Linked DNA regions of Gasterosteus aculeatus: region 1 is linked to region 2. A link is a contact called in public Hi-C data. All regions are on one chromosome and are shown on one strand. The core of a region is the stretch at or near the end of the contact, and the rest is flanking DNA. Distances in the headings are between cores, read along the strand shown.

Region 1 (3,956 bases), core at 443-2,942, 54 kb before region 2:
GTTCTAATGACCACGTGGTGGAGGTTCCTAAATATCAGCGGCAGGCGAAGAGAGACACGGGACACTTTTGACAGAGTAACATCATGCTTTTATGATGAAAGGAGTTCATTTACAAGACAGACAGTATATAAAACATGAATTCAAAATTAAAAAAAAGAACTAATACGTGTTTTCTAGACGAGGACATTATTGTCTCATCTTTCCCTTTGGGACCAAGCAGCCATGGGACTGAGCAAAACACGCGTGATCCCTGGAGTAAAGAAACAGCTTTTAAATCCTCTATTACTATAACTACACTATTTACAGTTCAACAGTCATTTTCCTCTGGCAGACATGGCAAGGAGGTCTACAGATCTGATGACATGATATGGCTAATAGTTCTAATATATACAGTTCCTGTTCTTTACGCCCAAGGATCCACACGCACACACACACACACACAGCGCGGTGCAGCATGGAAATGTTAATAATTCTGGCACAGTCGCGTGTTTTTAGGGAACAGAGAGGAATGTCATGTGCTTTAGTGGTTAATTGTTAGCTCTGCATTACATCGGAGCGCTCAGCACCCATTCCCAGGTTTCTGGGGTCAGTAATGGCCGCGGCTAAAGGCCACGAATACGCATCGGCTGTGTGTTTAACGAGATCGGCGCCAAGTTGAAAGAGAGAAAGACAGAGAAGAGACAGAAAACGAGAGAAAGACAAAGAAGAGAAAAATAATTTAGCCAATTTGAGAACTTTACTTAAACTATTATTAACTATATCTTCTGTTCGAGGGCTCCAACAAATACAGAGCTAAAGACACAGTGGCCGCTTCCTCTGAAGTGACGGAGAGGGAAAAGAGCGTTACACTGGCTCAGACCTGGCAAAAGAAATAGTCTTAAATGTGGCGCCATCTCGTTCTTAAGAGAGGAAAATCGTCTTAAAAGGTCGTGTGGAAACCTAGAAATGAGTGCTAACCAGGTCTGTGAGAGCGCCGCTCACCTGCTCCCACTTCAGAGGGAGAAGGTTCAAGATCAATGAAAGTCTGCCATTAATAATCCAATCCCCCATACGGCATTGATCAGTCCTGCCGTCCTGCTTGGAATATCAGTAGTTATCTACAGCTGACCGCGTCCTCTCGCGCGTACATACGTGTAAAAGTACAATCATCCCAAGTAAACGAATGCTTCTTCTGTAAGACGCACACTCCTTAGAATGTGTGTGAAGTGATTACCAGGCTGAAAACACTTGAAGGGTCCCAGCTGCTCTCGTGCCGAGTCGGTTTCAACCAGTCCCATGGCAGCAACGACGGCCCCCCGAGCGGAGAGTTTCTCACTGATTACAAAAGGCATGCATAGATTCAACCTGCCGAAACCAAAAGAAAGAAAGTGGTTGAATGTGAGGCCAACTACTGCTCACCCTTCAGCCGTATCGCTGAGAGGGAACGGTGATGTGACGCGTTTGTTTTGTTATTACTCAAAGTGTTTAGAGTCACAGCGAGCCGGGTCAGAACGCTTCTCAACACCCCTCTGAGAGAGTGGACGTCACCCCGGACAGTAAGAAAAAACTAACATTTGCTCTCTTTAGCGTTTCACGGCATGAGACCCAGAGCTTGGTTTGTTTTCCTTCCACACACACACACACACACACACACACACACACAATGATACTGTTACGACAGCGTCATGGTCCCACTTTGTTGCTGTTACTCACATTGACCACTTGGGCCCAGTATTGACACATAGGAAGGGGGGGCGGGCTGCGGTTGTCTGGTCAAGGTTAAGATGAAGCAGTCGACTCCTCAAGATGCTTTAAACAATCCCGTCGCGATGCTCCGCCAATTAAACCCGAATGCCTGAATGTCAACAGTGACAGCTTCGTATTAGCGTCTCTTTGTCCAATTAGAGAGAACTACCTTCTAACAGATATGTGAAGACGCTAAAATAAAACCACACATCCAGCCTTCAGTATTTGCACGACACCTCGTCATGGGGAAGGGTGTTATGGAAATGAGATTAATGAAGCCAGTAATCACCGAATCAGTGGAGCTCACTTCTCCATCATCCCATTACTGCTCCTCTCAGCTCTGATAATTCAACTCCCATCGAGTCCAATCGGAGCAGCAGCTGTCGGGATCCGGTGCAGGAGACGGATGCAAGAGCGACAGAGAGGAAACCAAGGAAATGCATGAAGGAATTCAGTCCTGTTTGTCAACATAAAACTTTAGGCTCAGCTCAAAAATAAGCCGTGATTATTGGCGTCTCAGGATCCGTCTCCACGTGTCTTTGGAGAGTCACGCAGCAGAAGGTATCCCGGCAGGGAGGTCGCTGCGTCTAAGGCTGCAGCACATGAAGCCCATGCGAGGGCACACGGGAGGAGGACATCGCTCAGCCTGCTTTCTCAAATATTACAGCGGAGGAAAGGAATCGAGCAACGACACACAGAACGTGTGAGGCGACGGCCTCGGCTGCAAAGACGTGTCGACTGGCCCATTTTCTGTCAAAGTGTCAATTGAACATGTTCAATGTATTTGATAAAGGATCTCTGGCAGAAAATGTGAGCGGTGAAAGACAGCAAATCTTTTTTTTTCAAAGCCTTTACTAGATTTCGAGGGTTTGCCGGACTTGAATAGATGCAAATGCTTATTTCTTAACCTTGACCCCAGCAGCCCGAAAGTGAGTGTAGACTCACAGTCACAGCATCAGAACAACCCGACCCCCCCATTGGTAAAGAATGACAAGATGTCATCAGAGAAAACACATAAGAGTCTGTTGGCTTTCACATCCAGAGAAAGATCCCACAACGGTGCTGTGCAGAGCGGGAAAGTTCCAGAAGTGCTTTTTTCTTTTTAGAAATGAGTAGGGGCGTAAAATGGGAACCAGTGTTTTTTTATTCTTTTTTTTTTTTTTTTTTAGGGAACCTGGGTCGCCCCCTTTCATCCTTTGTCTTCACTCCGACGCCGGTGTTCAATGGCATCGAAAGGAGCGACAAATCATAACACGACGAAGTGGACTCACCGACCACACAGAACACGCGTCTACTACCACACAACCATAATCCAGCCTAATACTGTGAACCGGGACAACGGGGGAGGCAAAGCGCTAGGAGGGCAGGAGAAAACAGGGGGGGAGGAAGGTAGAAAAGGGGGAGAAGGAGAAGATGATAATAAAACAGAACACGCCCTCATCTACGCTTACATTTGTGATCAGTGTTTGCACGATAATCTACAACCATCTACCACCACTAGACATTCTCACTGTCCTCTACACACTGTTTCCACCGGGAATCACCAGGGGAATGAAACACAAAGGGGGGTCGACGAGGGGGAGAGGAGTCGCCCTACGAAGGCGACCTCCTGTTCTCAACACCAAAATGGCCGGCTGACACTGTTAAGAGGCGGCGTGGAAAAAAAGAAACAGCCCAATTTGTTCATCTATTCTCATTCGGCCTCATGAATGTTTAACGGCTGTTGAGTTATTCATCCTGACACAGAAGCCGTGGTTTCATCATCCCTCACGGGGCACAAAAGGGAGTTGGCAAGATTTCTTTTAGAAAAAGTTTTGAGACGTTGAGGTTCTATGTATTCTGGGTAAATTATTTCCCCAAATGTAAGTGTATCTTTATACAATGAGGTAGGTATACTTTAGATAGCGGCTCTATGACTCCTAAAAATCTGTTTATTTATTTGTAAATCTGCCCCTACGTTTGTGTGTTCTTCATCATTTCCCATTTACGTCCCATCTGGTTTCTAAATGCAAACATATATTCAATTTAGGCAAGAAAAAGAAGGCACGTCCTAATCCCACACAACCTCTCCAGACAATTGCAAAGAGAATTGCAAAGCCACCATCCATCTTCCACCCTGTGATTACAACTACAGACAGAAACCCAAGCGCCACACACAATGTTTTTATGTAAATATCACCATTTTTAAGGATTTATGATGTTAGAAATAGAACAGCAGCTAACGGACATGG
Region 2 (3,747 bases), core at 949-3,448:
TCTCAACCCTACTGAGGTATTAGGTCTGTTTACACCTCTGGAAACATCATCTGTCAGGCTTTACATTTATAAAGACCTCAGCTCTTCCTTTACATTGACTTCAAAACACAAAGGAGCAACGTATGGTGCACAGAGCGTTAAACAGAGGAGCAAACACCTGCTCTGTGTAACGATACAGTGGAGTAATGTCTACCTGAACACTGGAGCCGTCGCCCCGTTGAGAGACGCTTAGAGGCACACGAAATGCACCCAATCTGACATAAAGTGCATTTCAATCCAACGCACGTCCCCACGAGTCGTTTAAGCCTGTGAGTTTAAAACAGGCAACACAGTTAATGTTGTTTCACGCTCCACTGTGCTCCTCAGTGTGTGTGAGGACATAGGGCAGCGCCCACTGAGCCTTGGACGGTCAATGTGTCCTTGGAGGACACCAAAGGGAGCCAAAGGCTTTACCCAGCTGCATCTCTCCTCTGACATAATTGGGAATGTAGATGTCCGCAAGCAATGTTTGCTCTCATTATTGGACACAGCGTGTCCACACGGGGCTTCTATTGCCCTCCAAACATTCTTTAATGCGTTGGTCCAGATTTGCCCGTTTCACTTTCTTTCACTTCTTACCTCGACACTGAGAATGAGAAAGAGCTCAGATCACTTGTTGACATTAAGGAGGAAATCGCTAGGCTCCGTATATTGTTTCCTGTTCCCTCGGATGATGCACTGTGACTGGTAATGACGCCGTGTCCTTGGAATCTCAACGTAAGCAGCGACAAATCAGTGGGGTGAGAGTGTGCATTTGGTCAATTAAGTCTGCAGACAAGCTCATTATAGGCGAGAACAACACTAAATGAATCCATCACGCCGCTAAAATTTGCAGTGTGTGTTCTGTATACTGTTATTCAGGAGCCCACAGCATATTGTACTCTTTGTTTTAAACAAACTAAATGAACAGATTAAATTCAGCTGAGGGGTGCACAGCACATTGTTTTGTTGCCTACAAAAAGGAATCTACAGGAGAAATATGAATATGAAGGTAGCACATTCCAAATTAATAGTTTAGGGATTACCTTCACAGCTTTCTGCTAATGGCCTTGACAGCGCTGCCAGCGATAAACAAAATAAAAGAAAATAATTATAAATAATAAATAAAAAACGTCTATTTTGCTGTAAAAGGAGATAAACCCCCACGAATTGATGAGCTGAAATGGAACTGGATGAAATATTGTATTTTGGAAGCCGGTCGTAATGTATACTTTGTTTTAATGGGGATTTGTCCATATGTTTATCCATTTACAGTAAATATTTCAATCAACACATAGGATGAATGCCTACAACTCTCAGCACTGTTTGGACTGGATGCTCGCAATGCTCACACGCTGATTTCCTCCACCGTCGCCATTTTACTTTGTTGTGTTAGCAAGCTAATCTTTGCTAATGAGCAGTAAACACAAAGCACAGCGTTTGCCCCTCACTGGAACATAAACCCAAGCATTGGACGAATGAAAATCTTTACTTGATTGATCATAATTGAGAGCATCACCAGTTGTCACCATTAGTTATCAATCAATACGTGTTTTTTCAGGGGAACAAAACCTCATGGCAATGTATTTAATAGTTGCTGAAATATTGAGCCACCCAATTTAAGATTTATTTAAAAGCACCACAACTGACAGAGATTGGTAGTGTCAGTTTTGGGACACACCGTCCTGAGATGCTGCTCGGGGTCCTGTTTGAGACCATTTCCTTGGACGGTCTTCCCACGGCGAAAGGTTACACAGCTTCAATCCACTTCACAGTGATTGCTGATGGGTGTATCGCTGCGTGACTCAGCTGCAATGTATCCCAACGGAGGCATGAGTCATCACCATAGACACAAGTGTGTTTATCGACACTTCCTCTCTCCTCCCACACGAAGCAGGCCTGTAACCACCTCATCCCGAGAGAAGCTCATCATCATGTGTTTGCTCTGTGGCCCGTTAGTGGCCTCCATCGCTCTCACACACACACACACGTATGCAACACTGTCCGAAGGAAACATAGCGATTATAATGAGATTATAACTTGACGGACAGATGGCCACATGTTTGATGGTGGGCTCATTAGACGTGAGTCAGTCCTGCTGCTAATCTGAGAGTCAGCTAGTCGGACGTTCTACAGACTTCATTCAAGGAGCAAAGCCGCTTGAAACTCGCAAGTACAGGGCCGCCATCTGCTGGAGACTTCATGAGGAAAAAAAAAATGTTTCTCTCATTCGTGTTGCTGTAAATCTGTGGGGTTGAAACCGAATACGATTTTTATAAGATTCTTCCCATATGTGGTATCCGGTTTGGCTTTTTCTCTGCGGACCTCGGCCCCCTTTTGGGATTCGACAGCCGCACGGCACATGTCAATGTGAACTGACTGACAATTCTTTTTGTTTTTTCATTCTCCCACACCTGTTCTTGGCTGTCACGCAGCACAGAGCCTGACTGCTGCCATCTCTACCGAGAAACAACAGGCTCTGTGACAAAGGTTGGACGCCGCCGCCGCCCGGGGTCGACCCCAAATGTCGTGACAGGTAGGTCCTTATTTCAATCGGGGCCAAAGGTTAGACTTCCTCGCGGGGCAATGCTAACCACTGGAGTAATGGTAACATCTGCCCGTATATTCTTTCTATTCTATTATCACTTTGTCCCTCCGGTGGCCCGGCTTCATCTATTTATAGGCCTGCTAGGACTTTAGCTCAATGTCCGGGTACAAATGTCATGTAAGACACGAGCCGATGAGAAAATGGAAAATAGATTTTACAAAGTGAAGGATTGACCTCTCTGTCTAGTTTTGGGGATGTAACAGCAGCCACAAATAGAGCATTTATAAAGAATTACAAAAATCGGTAGGATGGGTTGACCTCTGACTAGTCAGGCTCACTTGCATGTGACACACAAGCGTTGAGTAAAATGCACACGTCGGAATCCTCAGACTCATTTCTAAACAAACTCAGTTTTGAGCCACATCCATCTTCTTCCCTGTCGTTCTCTCAGGGAAGGGATGGAAGAGAGCTATGAGACATTTGAAGAGGAGTTAAGGCCACCAAGAGCAGTACCTCCTCCACAGAAGCCTGTTCCGCAGATCCTCAGAACAGGTGGCGACGAACACACAAACACACACACACATACTGTACATATATACACAGTATCTGTGATGCCTGCACATAAAAGCCTTGGTACATATATTGTACGACTCTATAAATAAAAACAGCAGCGCAGAGAGCGACTGAAATTGGACCCCTTGTCAAAGGCAACGCAGGGATAATGCTGAATGGGGGGCGGGTGTGAGCCTCGCTCTCTACAAATAAAGACAAAGTCCTGCTTGTGAGGCTGTTTTGCGCTTTGGTCCGGACTGAAATCATTTTGTAAAGTCTCTCAAGGTCTCCAGACGAGGAATACTAAGTAAAGAACGACAAGAAATGAAATTAACATGAATAAGTGTGAAGGAATGGCGGTTCGTTGTGGTTTATCCCCTCGGTACATCTCCGTCTGTCTGTTTCAGAAATGAGCACTACAAGAAAATTCAAAGAGGTTAGTTGGAATGAACCAAATTAACTTTTCTTCTCAATGTTCGCATCCAGAATACATCATATTGTTGTTGTGTTCAACAGGAAATTCCTACGTTTTCACAACCAGTTAGAGCGGAACCCAAGATTTTACTCAGGGAGCCGAGCCTCCCCCGAACAAGTGAGTAACAACCACCCCCGGTTAACTTTACTGGATC

What was found. Hi-C and Micro-C count contacts between places; a contact is called where the count stands out from the background.
Region 1: a contact with region 2 is called in a Hi-C map of skeletal muscle, with 5 times the contacts expected there. The contact joins the enhancer-like site here to the promoter of LOC120815997 in region 2. A contact is called at or near these places in 2 of 6 Hi-C or Micro-C datasets (skeletal muscle and tail fin).

Annotation. Positions count from the first base shown.
Region 1 is chr3:8,418,072-8,422,027 of fGasAcu3.hap1.1, reverse strand. No RefSeq gene overlaps it. Among protein-coding and RNA genes, the nearest start is that of onecut3b, 16 kb to the left of the region's middle. Within about 2 kb of position 1,692, at least 3 of the 9 cell types and tissues checked have open chromatin away from gene starts, as enhancers often do.
Region 2 is chr3:8,364,826-8,368,572 of fGasAcu3.hap1.1, reverse strand. LOC120815997 reads left to right here and starts at 2,198. Exons shown (of 7, transcript XM_040171182.2): 1 at 2,198-2,554; 2 at 3,018-3,118; 3 at 3,526-3,554; 4 at 3,635-3,710. The coding sequence starts at 3,025.